Regions from separate parts of the Sus scrofa genome. Here regions 2, 3, 4 and 5 are each linked to region 1. The links are chromatin contacts, called in public Hi-C and HiChIP or PLAC-seq maps. All regions are on one chromosome and are shown on one strand. The core of a region is the stretch at or near the end of the contact, and the rest is flanking DNA. Distances in the headings are between cores, read along the strand shown. Region 1 holds the start of SLC25A19 (solute carrier family 25 member 19). Region 2 holds the start of ARMC7 (armadillo repeat containing 7). Region 3 holds the start of KCTD2 (BTB/POZ domain-containing protein KCTD2). Region 4 holds the start of TSEN54 (tRNA-splicing endonuclease subunit Sen54). Region 5 holds the start of NT5C (5'(3')-deoxyribonucleotidase, cytosolic type).

Evidence for each region. A called contact is a pair of places that touch in the nucleus more often than the background predicts. HiChIP or PLAC-seq counts read pairs in DNA pulled down with a chosen protein or histone mark.
Region 2: a Hi-C map of liver shows a contact between it and region 1, with 2.1 times the contacts expected there. The contact joins the promoter of ARMC7 here to the promoter of SLC25A19 in region 1. A contact is called at or near these places in 5 of 47 Hi-C or Micro-C datasets (embryonic fibroblasts, fetal liver, heart right ventricle and 1 more) and 1 of 2 datasets of contacts at active chromatin or transcription factors (alveolar macrophages).
Region 3: a Hi-C map of liver shows a contact between it and region 1, with 8 times the contacts expected there. The contact joins the promoter of KCTD2 here to the promoter of SLC25A19 in region 1. A contact is called at or near these places in 1 of 47 Hi-C or Micro-C datasets (liver) and 1 of 2 datasets of contacts at active chromatin or transcription factors (alveolar macrophages).
Region 4: a Hi-C map of embryonic fibroblasts shows a contact between it and region 1, with 2.0 times the contacts expected there. The contact joins the promoter of TSEN54 here to the promoter of SLC25A19 in region 1. A contact is called at or near these places in 1 of 5 promoter capture datasets (liver), 8 of 47 Hi-C or Micro-C datasets (alveolar macrophages, embryonic fibroblasts, epiblast stem cells and 4 more) and 2 of 2 datasets of contacts at active chromatin or transcription factors (alveolar macrophages and skeletal muscle).
Region 5: a contact with region 1 is called in an H3K27ac HiChIP or PLAC-seq map of alveolar macrophages. The contact joins the promoter of NT5C here to the promoter of SLC25A19 in region 1. A contact is called at or near these places in 3 of 47 Hi-C or Micro-C datasets (embryonic fibroblasts, epiblast stem cells and fibroblasts) and 1 of 2 datasets of contacts at active chromatin or transcription factors (alveolar macrophages).

The regions. Positions count from the first base shown.
Region 1 is chr12:6,030,589-6,035,497 of Sscrofa11.1, reverse strand. It overlaps SLC25A19 (solute carrier family 25 member 19), which reads right to left and starts at 1,837. Exons shown (of 8, transcript NM_001164514.1): 1 at 1,762-1,837; 2 at 1,237-1,290. It overlaps LOC102165522 (a long non-coding RNA gene), which reads left to right and starts at 1,852. Exons shown (of 3, transcript XR_002336994.1): 1 at 1,852-1,953.
Region 2 is chr12:6,180,627-6,185,380 of Sscrofa11.1, reverse strand. It overlaps ARMC7 (armadillo repeat containing 7), which reads left to right and starts at 2,299. Exons shown (of 3, transcript NM_001243806.1): 1 at 2,299-2,696; 2 at 2,790-2,933. The coding sequence starts at 2,606.
Region 3 is chr12:6,238,217-6,242,961 of Sscrofa11.1, reverse strand. It overlaps KCTD2 (BTB/POZ domain-containing protein KCTD2), which reads left to right and starts at 1,599. Exons shown (of 6, transcript XM_021066666.1): 1 at 1,599-2,008; 2 at 3,604-3,712. The coding sequence starts at 1,670. It also overlaps a transcript of ATP5H not described here.
Region 4 is chr12:5,854,153-5,858,949 of Sscrofa11.1, reverse strand. It overlaps TSEN54 (tRNA-splicing endonuclease subunit Sen54), which reads left to right and starts at 3,159. Exons shown (of 12, transcript XM_021066651.1): 1 at 3,159-3,247; 2 at 3,367-3,989; 3 at 4,326-4,490; 4 at 4,588-4,651; 5 at 4,736-4,797. The coding sequence starts at 4,754. It overlaps CASKIN2 (caskin-2), which reads right to left and starts at 3,076. Exons shown (of 20, transcript XM_021066645.1): 1 at 2,850-3,076; 2 at 1,161-1,706. The coding sequence starts at 1,254.
Region 5 is chr12:6,160,880-6,165,647 of Sscrofa11.1, reverse strand. NT5C (5'(3')-deoxyribonucleotidase, cytosolic type) reads right to left here and starts at 3,228. Exons shown (of 4, transcript XM_021066663.1): 1 at 2,898-3,228; 2 at 2,451-2,551; 3 at 2,000-2,373; 4 at 1,505-1,881. The coding sequence starts at 3,206. The coding sequence ends at 1,700. It overlaps ARMC7 (armadillo repeat containing 7), which reads left to right. Exons shown (of 3, transcript NM_001243806.1): 3 at 1-1,507. The coding sequence ends at 360.

The DNA of each region.
Region 1 (4,909 bases), core at 588-3,087:
ACACCTTCGCCCCACTGTTGTTTCTTTTTCTCCGCTCACTCTCCCTGGAACTCTGTCTGTACCAGTCCCTCAGCCCCAAACCCGAATATTTCTGAAAGTACCAAAGTAGTACTCCAATCCATCCTTGAAATTGACCAGACATTTCCACGGGGCTCTATCAGCAAAGTACTTTAAAATAATGTCTTATTAAAGTCTAGTGGCGGAATTCCCACAGTGGCTTAATGGGTTAAGAATCTGACTAGTATCCATGGGGATGCAGGTTCAATCCCTGGCCTTGCTCAGTGTGTCAAAGGATCCAGTGTTGCCGTGAGCTGTGGTGTAGGTCGAAGATGCGGCTCGGATCTGACATTGCTGTGGCTGAGGCGAAGGCCAGCAGCTGCAGCTCCAATTCAATCTCTAGCCTGGAACCTCCATACGCAGCAGGTATAGCCCCCCCTCGCCACCCCAAAAAAGTCTAATGGTATGAAACCTCCCCACCCTTGCCAGGAATGTGCCCATTCCTCGCTAACTTCTCTGCACACCCTCAAAGGTCACGCTGAGCAGTGCTGGTTCCCTGCTGTCAAGAAGGGGGCATTTCTATAAGTAGGCGTTCTGTATAGCTGGACATAATCTTACACCTCAAATCAAGAAGCCTGAGTTCAGGGAGTTCCTGCTGTGGCTCAGTGGATTAAGAATCCTACTAGGATCCATGAGGATGCGGGTTCGATCCCTGGCCTCACTCAGTGGGTTAAGGATCCCACATTGCTGTGAGCTGTGGTGTAGATTCACAGCTGCAGTTCCAATTTGACCTCTAGCCTGGGAACCTCTATATGCTATGGGTGTGGTCCTAAGAATAAATAAATAAATAGAAAACTACTTTATAAGAAAAAAAAAGAAGGGAGTTCCCTTCATGACTCAGCAGAGACAAATCTGACCAGCATCCATGAGGACAAAGGTTCAATCCCCGACCTTGCTCAGTGGGTTAAAGATCTGCCATTGCTTTGAGCTGAGGTGTAGGTCACAGACTCGGCTCAGATCCTGCGTTGCTGTGACTGTGGTGTAGGCCCGTGGCTATATCTCAGATTGGACCCCTAGCAGGTTTCATTTTCTTCTGGAAAATGGTAATGATGGTGGCCCTGCCTAGCCAGATTCCTGGAAGGAACATCCAAGATATCATGTGTGATAAGCTCTGTAAGAAAGGTAAAATTTTTTTACACGTGAAAGGGCTTGTAAATCACAATTCAGTAGTGGCCTTACTTTTTCTGCGGGTTCAAAATTTCCTTCTTGTACCAAAAAGCCTTGATATTTAATCTGAAGAGACAAGATAAAAAATGAAATATGATTACATGTATGATACAATTCAGTATTCAGAAGATAGGGAGCCGCTGGTGTCTCCCTTAGCCACTCCCCTTTTACTACTGCAGCAGCTATGCAGGTCTCCCGCGGTGAGCGTGTGTGCCCCTGGGCTCAGCTGAGAGTCTCTGCAGATGTGCCCACGTGTGGACACAGATGTCCACGTGTGCCTTTGAGCGTGTTTTTTCTCTCCGAGTCAGAGAAGACACCCGCGAGGTGGGCTCCCGCGTGTAGAAGTGCCCGGGGCGTGTCCAGGATTTTGCTCCCTGCGTCCCTGAAGATGCTTCTCACGTCAGACGTGACACGTGTGGGTACAGTCCCAGCCCCCGCGTGAGTACTTGCGCGTGTGGGCCCCTCCCGGGGAGCAGGGGAGCGACGGTGCAGGTCCCCGAGAAAAGTGCCAGGAGGGAGGAGGTAAAGGTCACTCACCCAGCTCAGAGGGCGCGGCAGAACTCTCCGCGCTCTTCTCTCCCTCCCTTCTCGCGCACGCTAACAGCAAAATTTAACTGCTCTTGGCAGGAACCGACGGGCTTCGGGACCAATCACCGCGCAGCTTCCGACAGACGCTGAACCAATGGTTGCAAGCCGCCCCTGGACCAACGCCTCTCAAGTTACCTCTGGGTAATGTAGTCCTTCGCTACCAAGGTTGTTTTCACCGCCCCCTTACCCCGCGAGGCGCAGAGCCTCCTGGGAGATGTAGTCCCTCGGCGCACGCGTGCGCAAATATAACCCACGCGTTGGAAGGAGGCGGGTCCCAAGCCAGACTGCGTACTTGGAGGTCGCGGTGCAAAGTGGCCCGCGCTTTAGATCAGCCTGCTGGCCGGCGGAAGTTTAGGGCGTTCTGGACTTGACCTCCTTTCCTCAAAACCGTCGTAGTTCCAGAATCCGGATAATCTAAACTTGGAAAAGATGGCGGGAAGCTTAATCAAAGCCTGGAGGCCATGGAGGAGGGAATAGATGAGTTTTTAAGTCCAAGATGGGGACGGCAAAAATACAGAGGTTTTGTTTGCCCTTAGGAAAATAAAAATACATAGACATATTACAGAAAATGTAGAAATAAAGGGGAAATGACTCATCCTACCTTTCTTACGCAAATAGCATCAGCGTTTTGCAGGACAGTATTTCTTCCTGATTTTTAAATAAATTGTTTTTTACATTAGTGCAATCATTTTGACGCACAATATCTATTTTTAATTTTTTTTTTCTTTTGTCCTGTGGCCTACGGAAGTTCCCGGACCAGGGATCGAATCCGAACCTCAGCTGTGACCTAAATCTCAGCTGTGGCAACACTGGATTCTTAACACCTTTTGGCACTGCAGGATCTCCTTTATTGCACAATTTAAAATCTTTTCATGCATATGCAGTAGTAGAGAGACCAGCTCAATGAGCCACCATATAGTCATTACTGAACTTCAGCAATTAACCAACCCTTGGTCAGTCTCATTTCCTCTATACCAGCAGCTATGTGCCACTGGTGCGGAGTCCAGACTCAATTTATTGGCCTCACTGCAGGACAAGCCAATAAATTGGAAGAGGAAAATTAAAAAAAAAAAAAATGAAAGAGGAGTTTTGGGGGCAAGGAATAATGACTTTATTGAGAATGCCAGCAGACTGAGAAGATGGTGGACTCTTGTCCCAAAGAACTGTCTGGCCTGGGTTAGAATTCCGGCTTCTTTTATGAGGGAGTCACACAGTTCCTGGTTCCAGTCAGCCTCAGAAGGGATGTGTTAATTTATTCTTTCCTGCAGTCACACAGATGGGCCTGGTCAGGAGGTTTCCTGGGAGCTGAACAAAGCAATTTTTTCTTTTTTCTTTTTTTGGCTTTTAGGGCCGCACCCATGGCATATGGAAGTTCCCAGACTAGGGGTCGACTCAGAGCTTCAGCTGCCAGCCTACGCCATAGCCACAGCAGCTCAGGATCCAAGCCTCGTCTGTGACCTACACCACAGCTCCTGGAAACACTGGATCCTTAAGCCACCGAGCGAGGATCGAACCCGCATCCTCATGGATACTAGTTGGGCTCGTTACCAGTGAGTCACAACAGGAACTTCCAACAAAGCTATCTTAGCTTAACTCTCATTTCGTGGGAGACAGAGTTCCCAGAGATAGGGATCTTGTATAATTTAAGCTTAGAGGTAACGTCCCTTTAGTGATTAACTTGTAGCAAATGCACTAGTATACAAAGGATAAAGTAGAAGAAACAGATCCAATATGGAGACAGATTTGTTCTTCCCCCTTATATCACCCCCAACATTATTTTTAAGTAAATGCCAGATATCATGTGATTTTTACCAGTAAGCATCTCAAAATGTATCTTTTTCTTGGGGGGGGGGATTCTCTCCTGCAGCATTTTTAAGTTCCCAGACCTGGGGATCAAACCTATGCCACAGTAGCAACCTAAGCCACAGCAGTGATGATACTGGATCCTTAACAGGCTGCACCACCAGGGGGAACACCTCAAAATGTATCTTTAAAAGACAAGTGTTAGAAGCTTATCTTTAAAAGACAAGTGATGGTCTAGCGGGTCAAGATTCCTGTGTTCTCGCTGCTGTGGTTCTGGTCGCTGCTGTCTGGCCAAAAACAAACAAACAAACAAACAAACAAAAACAAATCTGAAATAAACATTGCAACTCTCAAAAAAGAAAGGTGAGTGTTCCCTTTTTAAAAATACATCCACCTGGAGTTCCCGTCGTGGCGCAGTGGTTAACGAATCCGACTAGGAACCATGAGGTTGCGGGTTCGGTCCCTGCCCTTGCTCAGTGGGTTAACGATCCGGCGTTGCCGTGAGCTGTGGTGTAGGTTGCAGACGCGGCTCGGATCCCGCGTTGCTGTGGCTCTGGCGTAGGCCGGTGGCTACAGCTCCGATTCAACCCCTAGCCTGGGAACCTCCATATGCCGCGGGAGCGGCCCAAGAAATAGCAACAATAACAACAACAAAAACCAAAAAGACAAAAGACAAAAAAAAAAAAAAATACATCCACCAAACTGTCACCCACCTCCCAAAACAATAACTTCCTAATATTATCAAATATCAAATTAGTGTTTACATTTCCCTGATTGACCTATAAATGTTACGCTTTTGTTGGCCCCATCCGCCGCATGCAGAAGTTCCCAGGTCAGGGACTGAATCCCAGCCAAAGCTTCAACCTATGCTGCGGCTGCAGTAACGCCGGATCCTTTAACCCACTGCGCCAATCCGTGGATCCAAGCCGAGCCTCCCCCATGATCTGAGCCACTGTGTCTGGATTCTTAACCCACTGTGCCACAGCAGGAACTCCAAGTTCTTAATTTTATTTATTTACTTTTTTTTTTTTAACTTTTTTGTCTTTTAGGGCCACACCTGTGGCATATGGAGGTTCCCAGACTAGGGGTCGAATCAGAGCTGTAGCTGCTGGCCTACACCACGGCCACAGCAACGTGGGATCCTTCACCCACTGATCGAGGCCAGGGATCAAACCTGTGTCCTCATGGATGCTAGTCGTACTTGTTTCCCCTTGGGATGTGAACCCCTAAGATCTTAATTTTAATGAAGTCTAATCTATTGATTTTTTTTCCTTTTATGCATCATATTTTTGGT
Region 2 (4,754 bases), core at 1,050-3,549, 150 kb before region 1:
TCCTGCCTTCCTCCTGCGCGCTCCAGCTGGCACAAGTAAATGTCCTTGGGAACATCCTTCTCCAGGACCCATGAGTGCCCCCTTCTGGCCAAAGGCAGTAGTATAGAAATGAAGCAAAGGGCTCTGGGCTGGGATAGAGCGTGGAATTCAAGTTTGACTCTGCCACAATTTGCTGTGTGACTTTGGGCAAATTGTTCACCATCCCTGGGCCTTGAAAAGCTAAAGTCTCTTCCAGTTTGAAAGGTCTGACCCTGAAGACCCATGGTGTCCCTGTTCCCATCCCTGTCCTGTACATGGTCACTGTCCACAGCTTGAGCACTGAAGGGAGAATGCACCGCTGGACACATTTCACCAGGTCCTGTCTCCTCTCCATCTCAATGGAAAGAGAGCGCGCTGGGACTGGTAGATGAATGCTTCCGGTGCTAGTAGCTGCAAGGCTTTGAAACTTGCGTCCCGTTAGGCCCATTTCTTGAAAACTTGTTTCAAAGAAAAAAGAGATCAGTAAATATTTAGCATAGGAAACTTCCACCTTCTCTGCCCGCTGGGCAAGAGTGGCAATAATCTCTGGGCAGAATTCCTCCCACAAATATTATTGAGCATCTACTGTGTGTCAGGAACTGGGCTGAGAGGAGTAAGACCAGATCGCTGCCCTCAGCACAAAACCAAGGACTAAGAATTCTTCCCCAAAGATGAGGGCCCCTGAAGCCTTAGGAGGGGACAAGTGATGGTGGAAGTTTCTATCTGATTCCAGAATTCACTCTTAGCTGATCTGGGATTCTTTTAGAGAGTGGGCAGAGCCGTTCCTAACCTGCATAGGGTGAAGCCCACTGTTCCCAGGCCTTTACTCCTCTGTCCAGCCAGAAGCAGAGAAGCCCCCTTGGCCGCCCTGGGCTAACATGCACTTCTCTGGGCCGCATCAGCTCCCTTCACAAGCTGAGGGGCCTGGGACCACCACCCTTCAAGAAGGAGCGGGGGCCCAAGCATCCAGACTACGGTCAAAACTCTTGGCCTGGGGTGTGTGCATAGGGCAGGGGCTTATCACAAGGACCTGAGACCACAGAGGGGCTCCCAGTGGGGCTGTGGCAGGCTGGAGTATGGCAGCCACTCTGCCCTCATGCCAGGCCCAGGGCCAAAGGCCCATGGCCCTTGCCCTCAGGAAGCTCACAGAAGAGTTCCCTAGTGGCTCAGCTAGTTAATGACCCAGTGTTGTCATGGCTTGGGTTGCTGCTGTGGTGCAGGTTCCATCCAAAAAAAAAAAAAAAAAAGCCAGCTTGGGAGTTCCCCTCATGGCGCAGCAGAAATGAATCCAACTAGGAACTATGAGGTTTCAGGTTCCATCCCTGCCCTTGCTCAGTGGGTTAAGGATCTGGCGTTGCAGAGAGCTGTGGTGTAGGTTGCAGATGCAGCTCAGATCCTGCTTTGCTGGGGCTGTGGTGTAGGCTGGCAGCTGTAGCCCTGATTGGACCCCTAGCCTGGGAAACTCCATATGCCTCGGGTGCGGCCCTAAAATTAAAAAAAAGCAAATAAACGCAAAAAGAAATTTTTTCTTAAAAGCAAAACAAAATAGCGCACAGCCCAAGCCTCTTTTATCCACCCATTTTCAAGCATGACTAGAGTGCGAGAAGCCACCTTCCTCCCTGGTGCTCTGTCCTCTGCGCCTGTGAGGTCTGTCTGGCTCCACAACCCAGAAAGCCGCCAGAGCGGTGCACTGAGGCTCCTTCTAGGGCCTGATGGTGCTGCCCCTGGTGCTCCCCGTCCACTTGGCTGACAAAATGCCTTAGGACATTACCCAGTTCCTGAGGTTTCTGGCCAGAGGTGGCAGACTTAGCACGAGTTTGGGAAGCAGAGGGTGCCAGGAAAAGCCGGCCACAAGGTAGTGTTAAAGGACCTACATGGAGGACACTGGGAGCCAGAGTTGCAGAGGACAGACACCCGAGTTCCAGAGGAGCGTCCCTTGCTCCAGAAGGCTGGGCTGCGCCCCCCTCAAGTGCAGAAGTATCTGGAAGTGCTTCTGCCTCGACAGTTCTCCCGTGGGTGTCCCTACACCCCCGCCACCTCTAAGCTCTTAAAGGCTCTGGCCGCGCTCCTCAGTGCTTCCACAACCTTCCAGGATCGCCGGCCAGGCGGATCGCCAGCCAGGCGGATCGCCCTCATCTGGAGCTGAGAAGCAGCAAGCGTTCCGCGCAAGCCCTCTAAGCTCTGCGAGGGCCCCGCCCCTCGCCCCCTTCGACCCGCCCCTTCCGCCCAGGGGCGGGACTAGGCGCGGCTTCTCCCGGAAATCCGGAACCTGGAAGAAAACCGAGCTCTGCCGGGCGCTGCTCCTGCTCCTCTCTTCCACAGCGGGCGGTTGTGTGCTTGTCTCCTGCGCCCGTCCTTAGATTTTCCACTCCTAACTCTTACGGAGTCCTGAATCCCCATCCCATTTCCCACACCCCAGTTTCAGCTGCAAATTACCGCAGAGCCTAAAGCCAGGAGAGGAGCCCGTTTCCCGCCCCAGTCCTCCCCTCCCCGGGCCGGTGGAGACCCGGGTAAGATTCTCGCCCCGCTTTCCGGCCTCACCTTCCACACACCTGCCGTTCCCTCGGGGGCCCTCCGCCGCCCGACCATGGCCCAGAAGCCGAAGGTAGACCCTCACGTCGGCCGGCTAGGATATCTTCAGGCGCTGGTCACGGAATTCCAGGAGACAGAGAGCCAAGGTGAGAGCGGCGGCGGGGGGAGCAGGGCGGGGGCAGGGGTCCGGCCACCGCCGCCGCCCCAGACCTGGTTCCAATGCTGCTTTTCCACTGCAGACGCCAAGGAGCAAGTACTGGCCAACCTCGCTAACTTCGCCTATGACCCCAGTAATTACCAGTATCTGCGGCAGCTGCAGGTCCTGGATTTATTCCTCGATTCACTGTCGGAAGAGAATGAAACCCTGGTGGAGTTTGCTATTGGTAAGGATGGGGTGCAACTCCTAGATGCCTGATGGGCTTTAATGAGGTCAGTGAGTTAGAAGTGAGTTTGGGAGAAAGGAATCTTAAGCAGTCCCTCAGCTGCGAAGCACTCATTCTGCGTGCCTGTCTGCGCTGCTTGCTTACAGGTGTGTGCATAAATGAGGAAATGGATTGAAGGCCGGTGCGGTCGGGAGGGGGGAGTGGAGTGCTCTTTTTAAACAGCTTTATCTTCATGTTTTAATATCCAGAGAAGTAGAGGTGACTTGGAATGGCTTATGCCTAGGACCTATCGAACTATTCGCTGGACAGGTATTATGGGGCATGTACTGTGTGATTAAGGTATTGTTCTAAATGCTGGGAAGATGGCAAGCAGGTTGGGGAAAAGGTCTTTGCCCTCGAGGAATTTACACTCTGGTAGAGGGAGACAGGTGTTTGAACAAAAGCTGAGGCTCTGAAGAAAATAAACAGGCTGATGAGGTGGAGCAAGGGGAGGTAGACACTCCTTTTGTTTTGGCCATCGTGGGAAGGCGGTCTCGGCAGAGGCACAGCATGGGCCCAGACCCTTAAGCGGGAGGAGGCAGAAGGAAAGGCTGATGTGGTGGGACTGTGGTGAATGAAGCTGAGAGAGGTACCAAATGAGGTCCAAGAGCTCGAGGCAGCTCCTGACTCAGAGCTAGGTGGTAGGAAAGAGTTTGTTGATTCTGAGGACAGACGTTCGTTGTTCAGCATGTATCTTTGTTTCGTTGTTGTTGTCTTTTTAGGGCATATGGTGGTTCCAGGCTAGGGGTCGAATCAGAGCTATAGCTCCCGGCCACAGCATCCAGCATCACAGGATCCGAGCCATATCTGTGACCCACACCACAGCTCCCTGCAACGTGGGATCCTCAACCCACTGATTGAGGTCAGGGATTGAACCGCGTCCTCATGGTTGCTAGTCAGGTTCGCTAACCGCTGAGCCATGAAGGGAACTCCCACGTGTATCTTTGAAGAAACATTTTTCTGTATAGTGAGAGGAATCTTATCAACGTAGATTATCACCAAATACCCAGTCATGCAAATTTCTTTATAGTTACCGGAAGGATGCAATTTTTTTTGCTTTGTTTAAACCAGAATGCACGCCAGGATCCACGCACTTAACGTGGTTGTTATGATCCTTAGCTCTCAACCTCTCTCTCTTTTTTTTTTTTCTTTCTTTCTTTCTTTTTGGCCGCCTCTTGGCATATGGGGTTCGCTGGCCAGGGATCGGATCTGAGCCACAGTTTCAACGTACACCGCAGCTGTGGTAGCACCCAATCCTTATCTCATTGTGCCAGGCTGGGGATTGAACCCACGTTTTAGTCCTCCAGAGATGCCACTGATCCTTCTGCACCACAGCCAGAACTCCTCTCTCTGTCTCTCCTTAAGCAAACTTTGTATTTTAGAAGAAGTGCAAAGATAGGGCAGAGTTTGCACGTGTGCCACCCGCAGTTGGTTACCTTATCGTTCACGTCTTCCATTCGTTTAAGATAGGTTTGTTACAGTTAATAAACCATTATTATTTACTCAAGGCCATAAGTTATTCACGTTTCCTTACTTTTTCCCTGATATCCTTTTACTGATCCAAGATTCCGCCCAGGACACTATAGTACGTGTCGTTGTCATGTCTCCTTCGGCTCCTCTGGGCTGAGCCACTCTCTGAGACTTTGCCCCATTTCAGAGGACCTTGGCAGTTTTCAGGAACACTGGTCAGGTATCTTGTAGCTTTTCCCCCAAGTGGGATTTCTGGTGTTTTTCTCACGATTAGACGGGGATGTGGGTTTGGGGGGGGAGAACGACCACAGA
Region 3 (4,745 bases), core at 350-2,849, 210 kb before region 1:
TTCTCCAGTGCACAGAACGTGACACATTTTAACAAAGCGTAGTTAAATAGAGCAGACTCTTGACCAGAATTTCCTCATCTGAAAAATGAGAATAGCTCTGCTTACCTAGGAAGGGTGTTAAAAAGTTACCAAATGTAATTTGCACATCAATTTCCTCTACAATCTTTTTCTTTCTTTTTTTTAGGGCCGCACTTGTGGCACATGGAAGTTCCTGGGCTAGGGGGTCAAAGCTGCAGCCAGCCACAGCCACAGCAAAGCTGGATCCAAGCCACCATGTGCGACTTAGGCCACAGCTTGTGGCAATACCAGTCCGTAACCTACTGAAGAATGCCAGGGATTGAACCCGCATTCTCACGGAGAGGGCAGGCTATTAACCTGCTGAGGCACAAAGGGAACTCCGGCTCTACAATCTTATACAAACTTAAGGGGCTCTCTACCCGCTATTCATGTCTTATCATCCCCTGCAGCATTAGCACATACCCTGAGTATACTAGCAATACCCTTAAAAGAGGTATACAATACACGTGTGAATATGAGAGAAGATGGAAATGCATCACTGCCATTTCTTTTTTAAACAAAGACAGAATATGAGAAAATAGACATTAGGAAACAGATTGAAATATCAAAGGTCTTTACAAGCTATAGAGGGAGTCGCAAAGGAGATGGAAGAAATCTTCCCCAGGATCTTAAAAAAAAAAAAAAACCATTCGTCCAATACCTGCTGCTTCCTTTTGCTCTCAGGATAGCTAATGTTACCCAGAGGGGAGGGGAGGGACAGCTGACTTTTAAATACGCCAAACAAGTGCCCTCACAGAGACTATTCCAAGCACCAGCAGAAAGTAGGCTTCATAAATAAAGGGACTGTTGTCTTTTATTTACTACGGAATCCCCAGCGCCTAGAACAGATATTGCACACAGGAGGTGCTCAGTGAATATCTGTTGAACGGATAAACGAACCCTGCACTTGAGAGGCTCTGAAAGCTTCACACCCTCGAATGCTGGAACCCTAGTGTCACCCAGCAAGCTAAAACTATCTCCGAGAAACGTTTCCTCACCCTCCAAACCAGACTACTGAAGTCGGTCGCGCTGGGGCGGGCTAGACGAGACAAGGTTAGTAGAGGCGCCTAAGTCAAAGGCAGCAGGTCACAGAATGGTCCCTGCGACCTAGCGCTCGGGGGGAAGGGAGAGAAGGGGAGCGTGGAACAGCTGGGACACTGCCAGAGGGGAAACCGCAGGGCCCGGTGTCCTCGGCAAGGGTGCAACAAGGATCAGGCCCAGGTTTGGAGTCAGCAGGGCAGAAGAACCTGCAAGGGTCGCGACCAAGGGCCCCAAACCCCACTCACCTTCACCGACTCCGGAGGCCCTCAGTCCAAGGCAGCAAGGAACGGAAGTGGATCACCGGAAGGCCTCACCTCAGCCAATCCCAAAGCTAAAGGGACGGGCCTTGTTTCCCAAGACAGCCAATAGAGATGACGGCTACTTCCGGAAATCCCGCCCCCGGAGGCGGCCGCAGCGCCTCCACAGCACGGGTCCCCGGGCGCTGGTTGGGGGCGCTCCAGTCCCTCTCCCCCGGCCCCACCCCCGCCGATGGGCCGGCCCGGCTCTCCCTGCCGAGAGATGGGCCGGCCCGGCGGCGGGCGGGCAGCGGCGGCGGCGGCGGCGGCCCAAGATGGCGGAGCTGCAGCTGGACCCGGCGATGGCCGGGCTGGGAGGGGGTGGCGGGAGCGGGCTGGGAGATGGGGGTGGCCCGGGCCGCGGGCCCCCCAGCCCTCGCCCCGCTGGCTCCACACCCCGCGGACACGGCCGCCCGCCCACCGCCGCCGCGCAGCCACTGGAGCCGGGTCCCGGACCGCCCGAGCGGGCAGGGGGCGGCGGCGCGGCCCGCTGGGTCCGGCTGAACGTGGGCGGCACCTACTTCGTGACCACCAGGCAGACCCTAGGCCGGGAGCCCAAGTCCTTTCTCTGCCGCCTCTGCTGCCAGGAGGACCCGGAGCTGGACTCAGACAAGGTGCGCCCCGCCCTCGGGCGCGCCCCCGGCCTTCGAACCCCTTCGTTCCTCCTAGGCTGGTCCCCAGATTGCTGCGCCACTCTTCTCACTGGCGGGTTCCTCGGGCCGGGACACCCTTCCCACCTCTTTCCCCGTCAAGCTAACGCCAGGGGCTCTTCTCCATCCTCAGGCGCAGGCAGCCTTTCTCTCCTACCCCGCCCTTCGTTCTCAGCGCCTCCTACCCCACACTGTGCCCACTCTCACCCACGAGAATCCACTCCACACCCCTCCTCCGAATTCCTCTTTGCACCTCATCCCAGCCCCTCAGGTGTGCGTGAGTTTTTCCCTGGCTCCTCTTCAGCCCCTCACCGCCTGTGGCAGATGCATCCAGAACTGGGTCAGGATGAGCTAAGGCATCTTTGTAGCTTTCTCAGACTTCCTCTCGGACCCCTGTGCCAAGTTGGGTGAAGCCTGGGTCTGACGATGACAGCTGCAGGAAGTGCTTCTCGTGATATTACACATCTTTTCTGTGATCCTGGTCCCTGAGCTCGTATCTGGTAACTGTCACTGTTTCAGATCCATATTTGAGATCATATACATTCCTTGGAAAGAGGTTACCATTTGCCAGTGCAAATCTAAGCTGACCGGCTAAGACTAGTGAAAATGAAACCCAAAGAGTGCCATTGGGCAAAAGATGCGTGGCTGCTAACCAAAGAGTTGAGAGTGACAAGACACTTAACCCATTTTCAGTTTCAGCCGTTTGAATTTCTTTTTAACTTTATACGTTCATCTTTTAATTTCCAATTTATGGGCATTGACCATTACTTCACTGCCTTATAGCCCAGGTAGCACTCAGGTGTTCCTTTGCAACAAAGCTGGGGTTGGATAAACATTGGTCGATTTCATTTATTCATCTCCTGCTTCTCCAGTAATAAATCTCAGATTGAAGACCGGTCCTGCCCTAACTTTAAAGAGTTTCCAAAATCTTGCTCAGAAAAGAATTATTTTTATCTGCCCCCAGATTTTCCTCGTTGCAGTAGCAGCCAGTTTCTTCTTGTTCCCTTTACTGTAAAGATGAGTAGGATTAAAACTGCTCAGAGCCAAGTCCTGGCAGTGCCAAGCTTCCTCTGGGCACAGAGCTAGGATGTGTGAGTTACAGCTGCCAATGCACACTCCCACTGATGTTGGCCCTGAGCTCAGGAGCAATGCCAACTAAACAGAGGTTTTCTTGGAATTAGGAATGTGACTCGGGGACAATAGAGAAGTCAGTATGTCCATCTCACGCAAAAAATTTTGGTCCTGCAACCATAGCATTTTCTTCTTCTGTTTCTTAGTAACAAACGTTCCAAAGGAAGAATGTTGGTAATTGTTTCTGAGGGAAGATTTTAAAATTTCCAGCTAAAGCCTGGATGATGAATATCACTGTACATCTGTAACACCCTCCCTGGAATGACCTTAAAGTCGGAGATGCATAAAGCTAGCCTTCTTGCCGATGGTTTGTGATAACCAACGAGCAGAACTTATCCTCTCACTGGTGACTTGTGACAGAGGGGTGGAAATCCTGCCCTGACCTAGTCGGAAAGCTGCACAATGACACCCTTGTGTTTGTTTGGCAGGACGAGACAGGGGCCTATCTGATTGACAGGGACCCTACCTACTTTGGTCCCATCCTCAACTACCTCCGCCACGGGAAGCTCATCATTACGAAGGAATTGGCAGAAGAAGGTAAGAAGAGTGTTTGCACAGGACATTTTTAAAGTTCAGGCCAAATCTTTAAAGCTGTTACACACACTTGAATTTTGAGATAGTCATTGAGCTCCTGTGCAGGTGTAGCAAAGGTTGATGAAAATGAGCAGGGGGCCAGAGTTCCCGTTGTGGCGCAGCAGAAATGAATCCAACTAGGAACCGTGAGGTTGCGGGTTCAATCCCTGGCCTCGCTCAGTGGGTTAAGGATCCAGCATTGCCATGAGCTATGGTGTCAGTCACAAACGCGCTTGGATCTGGCCTTGCTGTGCCTGTGGTGTAGGCCAGCAGCTGTAGCTCCACTTAACCCCCTAGTCTGGGAACCTCCATATTACCACAGGTGCAGCCCTTTAAAAAAAGAAAAAGAAAAATGAGCAAGGAGCCTCCAGTTATCTAGTCTTAGCTGAGAGGTCTTGAAGGAGCCCTTTTAGCCTCTCTTCAGCCCTCTCCAGGAGAAGGAAGATAGGCAGCTCAGCTTCGGGTGTAGCGCCGGAAGTTTTTTCTGAACCTGCAGGATCGTCAGGATCCCTTTTTACGTGTACTTCTTACCAGCAGTGAGCATCCACAACCTGAAGCAGAAATCTCTGACGGTTCCATACGTTCAGTTTTAGTTTGAACTTGCGGCTGTTAAAAAAATAAAATAAATAATAAAAGCTTGGCCTCCTTTCTCTTAAGACTCGTCATGCTTCCTTATAAATTTTTGCAGCTGACCTAAATCATGTTCCAGCCCATTGTCAGGTGCATCATTAGTTGACTCATCAGTTAGGTTTGTAGGGCATTTGGACTGTAATTGGGTCAAGACATCTTTCTAGAAGGCTGTCTTGGTCTCACTGATATGTTCAGTTGAAGATTGGGGCCTGTGCCTAAATCCGGGGCACCCTGACCCAGCTCTGGGTAGGAAAGCTGTAATGGCCATGCTGGTTAAGTGGCTGCAAAACGCCACTCTTTCAACCAATCAAGAGTAATTACTGCCCTTTTTTTTTTTTTCCTTTTCTTTTTTGGCCGCACCTTTGGC
Region 4 (4,797 bases), core at 1,910-4,409, 180 kb after region 1:
CCTCCTGTGCCTGTTGGTCTAAGAACTCAAGGGGACAAGTCCAGTGTCCTCTTGGGACAGTCCAGAGAGCTCTCCCTGAACCTCAGAGCTCAGTTCCCCTCGGGCAGTGGGGGGGTGTCTCACTGCAGAGGTACTCAGGAGACAGAAGTCAGGTGTGGCCACCTGAGCATGGAACCCCACCTCCCTGTCAAGACTAGAGACCCCAGGCTGCAGAGAAACCTCCAGAAAATTAACTTGGGCCACACACCCCTCCCAGGGGACAGAGAAATCAGAGAGAAGGGGACCTTAGCAGGCACTTGATGTTGAACTTTGTTTTAAGAAGAGTTCTCTTTTAAAAAGCTATCATACGGGAGTTCCCAACGTGGCACAATGGTTAACGAATCCGACTAGGAACCATGACGTTGTGGGTTCGATCCCTGACCTTGCTCAGTGGGTTAAGGATCCGGCGTTGCCGTGAGCTGTGGTGTGGGTCGCAGACGCGGCTCAGGTCCCACGTTGCTGTGGCTGTGGCATAGGCCAGTGGCTACAGCTCTGATTTGACCCCTAGCCTGGGAATCTCCATGTGCCGAGAGAGCAGCTCTAGAAAAGGCAAAAAAGACAAAAAAAAAAAAAAAAAAAAAAAAAAGAACAAAAGAAAGAAAAGAAAAGAAAAAAGCTATCATACTGATATCTCCATTAAGCTGACAAAGATGCAGAGATGCTCTGGGTGAACTGGGGGTGGGGGCGGAGCTCTCTGCAGTCAGTCCTTCCTAACCCACTGCCAGAAACCCCACAGCTCCAAAGAACATGCTGGACAAACCACCTGCTAAAGGCACCTCTACGAGGGTAGGAGTTTAGGTTTGTTTCATTCACCGCTGTGGCTCATGTGGCTCGTGCTCAGAGCCTGGTACACAATAGATACTCAAAAAAATGAGAATGAACATACTTCAATCCTCCTACTTCACCGACAAGGCACTTGAGGCCCAGAGAGGTTAAATGATTTGCCTAAGGACACACAGCAAGGGGACCCAACTTCCTCTCTGGCTCTCCCACACAGAGGCGCTCCTTGTATGGAAAAAGGCAGTCCTCCCCCGCCAAGCCCCCAGGTCAGGGTGAGGCCTCCCTATGGCCTGGCACTCAGGGGAGGGTCTCCCTGGGCAGTTACCCCACCAGGTACTCACTCGTCTTTGCAGCCTTGACCTTAGCCACCAGTTTCTGCACACCAGTCACATCTCCATTCTTGACAGCGAGGATTAGGTCCTGTTCACGACCCATCCTGGTCCCTGGGCTGGGATCAGGGTTCCAGGGCAGAAGCAGGAAGCTGATCTAAGTCGAGGCGTCAGGGTGCCATCCCTGGGCCCTTGGGAGGACCAGGTGTCCGGGGGGGAGGGTGTCTGGTGTCCCAGGCTGGGGGCTTCTTGTCAGGCGCTGACAGCTACTCCCTCAAGGTGCTTCGTGAGCTGCCACCACAGGCCGGAAAGCTGATCTCTGAGGGGGTGGAGGCTGTGTGGAAATCTGGACGGATATCAGCTTGCAGCTTCCGACAGCCCAGGGATGGGCCAGGACTGGGAACGCCAATCTTCCCAAAGTGGCTCAGGAGCACCAGTGCCCACCCAGAGGGCAGCCTGCATTCCCTCGGGCCTTGGGCAGCGGCGGCAGCAGCGGCGGCGGTGGACAGGTGTCAGGGGTCTGGAAAAGGTGTGGTCCGCTGAAGGCTGGGCCAGAGCCTGAAAGGGTCCCAGAAGCAGGGCTCAGAGAAAGAACCGGACAGGGCCTCCAGGGACCCCCCAAATCATCCTGGCTGCCCTTGTGAGTCAAGGGAGGGGCTGAGCCACTCAAAGAGGGGAGGGAGCCACCACGCCTGAGAGCAGCACTTGGTGGGGGGAAGGGGTCCTGGGAGGGGGAGGTTGAGTCACTGAGGCCCCAGGGCACCTGGCAGCACCTCAACCTGGGGCAGGAGGGGCCCTGGCAGCACGACACATTGGGGTAGGCGGGGCCAGCAGCCTGTTCTCCACAGCCCCGGGCACTGACACCCACAGACAACTGGTGGGCCAGAAGGTGGGGCCTGGCAGAAGGTCAGGCGCAGGCAGCCCGGCCCGTGGTCACTCCCTGTGGAAGGCGCCTGCCCCCAGACCCCTCCCTCTCTAAGCTTTGCTGTAATAGCTGGATGCCCTTGCCCCAGGGCTCTTCATGAATCTAGAGGGTGGAGTGGGAGCTACGGCTCTCCATCTCTGGCCGAGGGTCTGCCTGCAGGACAGGGAGGCTTTCCGGCACCTGTTGCTGACCCTTGCGCGGGATGGGGAAGCAGCTGGGCAGAGAACAGAGATAAGAGCTGGGGCACCGCTGGTAAATGAGGCTGCCTGGCCCCCCCCAAGCCTGAATCTGTGGCCCAGAGCCCCGACTTCACTTTAGAAAAGCTTACGTCAGTTCCTCAGTGGCCATGAATTTGCTGCCCAAGTCCTGTGGCATGAGCCCCGTGCAGGCCTGGGGCCCTAGCTGGGGTCGCCCTTCCTCCCAAAATGTCCCAAGCCCAACCCAGAGGGCACTCCAGCTCAAGGCCCGAGGCCGACATTGGGGGAGGGCGCCCCTGGCAGTGCCTGGGGTCGGGCTGGCTCCCCCGCCCCCCGGAATGCCAGTCCAGCGCCGCGCAACCCCCCCAACCCAGCCCAGCTCCAGCCGACCGGGGAACAAAGCGGCGGGAGGGACCGGGAGGGCCAAGTGCCGGAGGGATTGATGCGGGAGGACGGGATAGGGGCGCGAAAAGGACAGAAGGAGCCGACAGATGTAGGCGCCCGCCGATCCCGCAGGAAAAGTTAGTTTGTACCCGCCCTCAAGGGTGCTGACCCCCAGCTCAGACCCCGCCGTCTCACCTCTCCAGCCGCCCCGCTGGGGGTCCGGCTGGTCCCGCTCGGTCCCTGGCACTCCGGACGGCGGCTCCCACTGCCCCCCTTACCCCTTTTCTCCTTCTTCTCCTCCTTTTCCAAGGCCGGCTCGGCGCCTCCCGCAGGAAATCCCGCCCCTCCCCCTTCCCTCCCGCCGGATCGGGAGCGGAGGGATCGTCCCGGCCGCGCAGTCGGGCTGTCAGTCAGTGCCTGGGGCCCCGCCCCGAGCCGCCCAGGCCCCGCCCCCATCACTCGGGTCCGGACCTTGGACACTGCCTCGCTCAGCGCATGCGCCCAGGTGAAGCGGCGGGGGTGGGGACGAGAGTACGCTGCGTCCCGGCTGTTGGAGCAGGGGCGATCTGGGGCTCTAGGGTTCAGACTGAAGGGTGAGGTGCCCTGTTTGTGACGGGCGGGAGGGAAGACATGATGCGAAGGGGTCTGGGAACCGAGACCCAGGAATCTCACTTGGGAAATCCCCCTTCCCTTTTGCCCCTCGCCCCTCCAGGGACCGCCGCGGCGACCTCTGCCCGCGAGGCCAGAATAGCAGACCAACAACCGCTGGTTGGAGCAATGGTGCCACCTAGCGGCCCGTGTCGGAGCGGCCCGTGGTGGCGGCGGCGGGGACCCCAGCTTCGAGGAGGTGCCTATGACCATCTATGGTGGCGCTTCAGCACCATCGTGGGTCGGACAGCGGCCTCCCGCCCCCGGCCCTGAAAACATAGTTTCCGAGCCCTTAGGAAGAGACCCAACGGAAGACCCTGAAGGAACACCGAACCTCCCTAGATCGCATCTGACAGCCCTCGGCGGCCTCCAGTTTGTGAAGCTGGAATTCGGGAACCTAGCACTCGCCCATCTCTACACCCCTCTTCTTCCCTCCCTGTCCCAATGGGTGATGGGGACTAAGCAGCTCAGGGCTGCGGAGGGGAAGATCATGAATTTGACTCTTCATAGCACACTTTCAAACGTCAGGCTCCGCAAGTTTTACTAGAGAGGAGCCCAGAGGAGGGCTGGGGATCGGAGAGATGGTCCTAACAAATCCAGAAACCTGCAAGCTCTCCGCCTCCGGAATCGAGCCCCATGTCTGTTGGCAGGCGCTAGGACCCAGGACACCAGGAAGGTGGAAAGCAGGTGGGTTGATCTGGAGCGCGGAGGAGCAGAGGTCGGATTGGCGGGCGCTAGGGCCGCGCGGAGTTCCGGCGGTGGGCGGGGCATGGGCGGCGCGCGCGCGCGCGCGCGCAGCTGCAGACGGCGGCCCGATGGAGCCCGAACCTGGGTCCGCCGAGGTGGAGGTTCCTCCCGGGCGCGTGCTCAGGTGCGGCGCGGCGCGGCCCGGCCCGGGGGAGGCGCCGGGACCGCAGGGTGGGCGCAGGGAAGGAGATGGGCACCCAGGACGGGGATCCCGGCCAGGGCCGAGCGGTCCCGACTGCGTGGCGCTAACCCCGCGTCCCTTCTTGCTTTCCCCAGTGTGCCGGAGCTCTTCGCCGCCCGCTCGCGGCCCCAGAAGCTGCCCCAGCGCTCGCATGGCCCCAAGGACTTCCTTCCCGACGGCTCGGCGGCCCAGGCTGAGCGGCTGCGCTTGTGCCGCGAGGAGCTCTGGCAGCTGCTGGCGGAGGAGCGCGTGGAGCGCCTGTGAGGGGGGCGGGCCGGGCCGGGGGCGGAGCCGGGCGGACGGACCGGGTCGACTAAGCCCGCAGATTGAGACGGCCCCCTCCCCACTCCTTGCCAGGGGCAGTTTGGTGGCCGCCGAGTGGAGACCGGAAGAAGGCTTCGTGGAGCTGAAGTCTCCTGCGGTGAGCCGTGGGCCTTTGAGACAGGGAGCCCGCCCTCCCTGCCCTCCCGGCTCCTTTGTGACATTTGCTCTGGGTCCCACGCAGGGTAAATTCTGGCAGACTATGGGCTTCTCAGAGCAGGGACGGCAGCGGCTTCACCCAGAAGA
Region 5 (4,768 bases), core at 1,979-4,478, 130 kb before region 1:
CTCTGCAACCTGTGCTCGGACAGGGCCAACAAGGAGCACATTCTGCAGACAGGGGGCATCCCACTCATCATCAACTGCCTGTCCAGTCCCAACGAGGAGACTGTGCTGTCTGCTGTCACCACGATCATGTACCTGCTGAGCTCACCAGGCTTGGGCCCCCAGCCGGAGCTGACTGCCGTGCCCGTGGTGCAGTGCATGCTGCGCTTCTCCGTCTCAGCCAGCACCAGGCTGCGGAACCTGGCCCAGATCTTCCTGGAAGACTTCTGCTCCCCGAGCCAGGTGGCTGAAGCCCGCAGCTGGCAGGCTCACTCTGCCCTGGGGATCCCACTGCCGAGGACGGAGGCCCCACAGCAGCCTTGATCCAAGGGGAGGTCAGGCCACAGCACCCACCGTGCCAGAGACAAGACAGGACAGTGCCCCGGGGACCAGGGAGCAGGAGCAGCAGAGCTCCCTTGAGCACCTTCTCCCCGCCTGGCACTTTTCAGCTAAAGGTGAGCGTATTTATTTATACTCTGATGAAAGGCATCAGGAGATGAGTGAGGAAGCCAGACAGACCCCGAGACACAGGAAGAAGGAACCTGAAGGTGCCATTTTCACCGGCTGCCACTCTGACCAGCTAGAGGCGAAGGTCCTGCCTCCTGGCCACCCCACTGCCAGCTCTCACCTTGTGTCCCTAGATCCAGAGGCTCTGCAGAAGGCATCTCTCCTGAGGAGCAGCTAGGCCTGGGGCTTAGCACTTCCCAGCGTAAGGAACCAGGCATTTTTCCATAATGGAAGCTTTATTGTCCAAAGTATTTCAGGGCCCTGGGAAGCTGGGGAGGGGTTGCGCCCAGTGCTGGAGGCCAGGTACCTGCCCCACAAGCTTGCCAGGCTGGGCACATGGATGCTGACCTGGAACTCTAGGGCCCAGAGTTAACTGTTTATCCACACAGGCCTGTCAGCCAGGCACCATGCTGGGGGCTTCGAAGACCGAGACATGGTCCCTGCTCTTGGGTGCTGCAGCCGCCTGACTGCAAACCTGGCCATTGGGCATGAAGACGGAGGCCGTGAGGCCAGTGACACATCAGAATACAGGCACAAACTCCCAGAGCTGTGTTCTCTCCCTTCCCCACCCCAAGGCCCCTACCTGGAAGCCCTCGCCCGCCTCTGCCATCAGGGTTAGTGAGGGCGAGTCCCTGCCCCTGGCTTCAGGGATGCTCCGTGCTCCAGGGGACGGGGCTGGATTCTGACAAAAGCATGAGGCTGAGGCCAGTGCACACGGCTCAGCCCAGGGAAGAGGCACAGGCCCTCATGGAAAGTGAGCTTCGGGACCAGTGGAAGGTCCTGGCCCCCCTTCAGCACGTCTTCAAGGTTGACCTTGTACATGGCCAAGGAAAGGTGGGTTCGAGAGGAATGGGACTAAGGGACTGAGGAGGCAAGGAGGGAGGCGAAGGCCGCCCCCTCAGCCTGTTCCAGCCCCTGTAGGGCTCCTGCCCCTTCGCTTCCCAAATAAAAGGCCTTAAGAGAGCAGTGAGCAGTGCTTTATTTAAAAGGTTCCTGATTTCCCACTAGGTGGCCATGCAGCTACCCCGGGAGGTTCCAGAGGGCAGTGCTGAGGGGTCCCTGCCACCATGCTGCCCTGGCACCCAGTCGTGCCGGGGTTCCCTGCTGGCCTGCCTCCCCTTCCTCCAGATCCTGTCCACTGCCACTGCCCCTTGGCTCATGCATGCAGCAGACCCAGGCCGGGCGGGCCCCGCCACAGGACTTCCCGCTTGCTGTCTATAATCTCCTTCCAGTTGTCACTCCAGGAGAGTAGCCGCCTCCTGGTCGGGGGCAGGGCCAGGTGCTGGTTGTGGCAGCAGGTGAACAAGATGTGCTCCCAGCTTGGGGTCTCCTCTTGGCCTGTGACAGGACGCAGAGGAAGGCAGGGGACGCAATGGGTGACGTGGTGATCTCTACCCCCTCCCTCGTATCCCAGCAGGCCCAGTGCCCGGAGGGTGCCAAGGAAAATGGCTCCTACCTTGAATGGTGTCCTTGTCATCAATGAGCAGGTCCCCCAAGACCATGGTCTTGTCCCTCGTCAAGATAATGCGCTCCACAAACTGGGGCCCCAGGTGCTTCTCCACCCAGCCGTACTGTGTGGTGGGCACAAGTCTGTCAGGAGGGCCGGACGGACCCCGGAATTCAAGGCCAGCGAGCAAGTAGGTGGGAGGGTCTGCCGCCCTTGAAGCTATCGTCCCCTCCCCCCACCCCCACCCCCGACTTTGTGTGTTTCTGCTGGTTTCTTTCAAAGATGGGGCCTTAGGACCCTGGGTGTGCCGCCAGTGCCGCACCTTCTCGCGCACGCAGTGGTCATACTTGAGCAGCGGGCTGGTGCAGATGAAGACCTCAGTGCTGCGGGAAGGGGCGCGGGTCAGACAGGGTGGTGCCAGCCCCTGCTCCCCCCCACCTCCCTCCCGACCCTTCCTCACTCCTGCATGTCATTCATCTCCCGCATGGCTTCCAAGGCTCCAGGGATGGGCTCCAAGTTTAGGAAGAAGCCTGGGGCTTCATACACACTGGCCACTTTGTCCTGAAAGATACAGTGTTCCTGTCCTGGCTCTGCTCCCAGCCGATCTCGCCAGCCCCAGCGAGGACTCTCAAGATTCCTGGGGGAAGGGGGGCGCCTCGATCCCCACATCAGAGCCTCAGGGAGGGGACTTTGTTTAGGGGTAAGTACTCCTCCAGACTGTCTTGTCCTGGGACGAAGTGTGGATTCTGAAGTGAAAGCTTTGTCTCTGGACGTGGAGCACAGGCGGTCCTGACCCAAGGGGGAAGGCGCCCCACTCCCAGGTGCCCAGGAGGTTGGGGCTTCCCGTTTGGGACACTGGGGTCGGGGCTCCCGGTTCCCCCTGATCCTCGCCTCTCCCCCCACCTACCGCCAGGTCGGGGCGCAGGGCTCGGTACTGCTCCCGGGCGAAGAAGCCGCGGCGCTCCTCCAGCGGCACGTACGGCTCCCTGGGGAAGTTTCGCTGGAAGCCCCGCAGCAGGCCGGCCTCGAAGTCCGCCAGCACGCCGTCCATGTCCACCAGCACCCGCACGGGCCGCGCGTACCTTGCCGCCATCACCGCGAGGCACGGGCCGGCCGGAAGCATGGACGCGCGCGGAAACCCGGGCCGGAGCCGAGTTGAGCTCCGCGCCGGGACGGCGGCTTCCGGGAGGGGGCGGGGGGCGGGGCTAATTTGCATGGACGCCGGGTTGCCCCGCCCCCCGGAAGCACCGGGCCTCCCCCAGTGCCCCAGCAGCCGGCGCGGAGGTGGCCTGAGCTGCTCTTCTGGTCTGAGGCCGCGCCTACGTGCACCCCAGCCACCCTGCGCTCGGTGGCAGACGTCCTCGCTCACCTCAGACGTTTCTTGGGGCAGACCTTCCAGGGGCCCGGCAGAGGGTCTCTCCTAAATACAGATCAACGGCTTCTGAGAAGGAGCCAAGGCTGCTTAAACCCGTGAGCTGACGCCCCCTTTTAAGAATCCATCCCTGTCCTCCCTGCTTGTGGGGACTCTGGAGCAGAGCTCCCGCCACGTCAAGGCAGCACCAACCCAAGGCTCAAATCATGGGGACTCCCAGTGACCGAAGTGAATGAATCTGCTGAAGACAGCGGGTTCTTGTGAACAGAGCTCCTCAGACACCAATTCATAAACCAGAGCTGGCTTGAAACATGGGAGCATCTGCTTTAAGCATCCGGTTCACCTGGAGGAGGAGACTCAGGTAACCCAGACCATCCTCCTTTTTGTGGAACTGACACTCTTCTAGAATTGGAGTTATATCCTCCTCTAGAAAATGCTGAACGTCCGAATGTGTTATTGATTCTCCTTTTTGTAGATTTCACGTGTAAATTTCCTGACTACGTATAAATGTATTTACCTACAAACTAGATTCAGATTTGAGTTAAGTCACCCATCTTCCTGTAGTTTCCCAGTTGAGCACCCCAGTACTTCCAAATGGAACAGAAGAAGCTTTAGGAAGGGGAACCTGGTGATCAATTTTGAAATTCTACAATGGGCATTAGCAATAAATACAAAGCCACTGAGGTCACACAATTGTGTAAAAAGTCCACAAAATGCTGATTCTCCTGCTATCATCATTTTAAGATCATTCAACTTCACTTTGTAAACCCTAAGCTTTTTTTTTTTTTTTTGCTTTTCAGGGCTGCACCTGCAGGATATTGAAGTTCCCAGGCTAGGGGTCAAATCAGAGCTGTACCCCCTGGCCTGTGCCACACCCACAGCAACACCAGGCCAGAGCCGTATCTGTGACCTACACCACAGCCTAAGGCAACACAGGATCCTTAACCCACTGAGCGAGGCCAGGGATCGAGCCCGCATCCTCATGGATCTTAGTGGAGTTCGTTAACCGCTGAGCCAGGAAGGGAACCCCAAACCCTAAGCCTTCTAAGGGGAAAGTTCAACACCCTTAGCAAACATGTTTATATAGAATTTTCTGAAATGTGAAATAGTACCAAAATGACTGGCAGAACTGTCCCTCAGAGCACGTTTGGACTAGGCATTTACCTTCATGAAATAAAGACAAAAGCCAAGTTCACAAGTTGTAACACAAATGGGGGACATCTCTTTCCCAGAGCTCCATTGTTAGAGAGAAGGGTGCAGGTGCTCCACCTCTGAACTCCTAACTGAAACCGCAACTCAGGCTATGTGTAGGGCTAACCTGTCTTAGTGAAACTGGAAGCGTTCTGTAGCACAGCAATTAATTCTCCATTTTGCAAACGCTTTACACAATAAGGAAGAAAAACTTA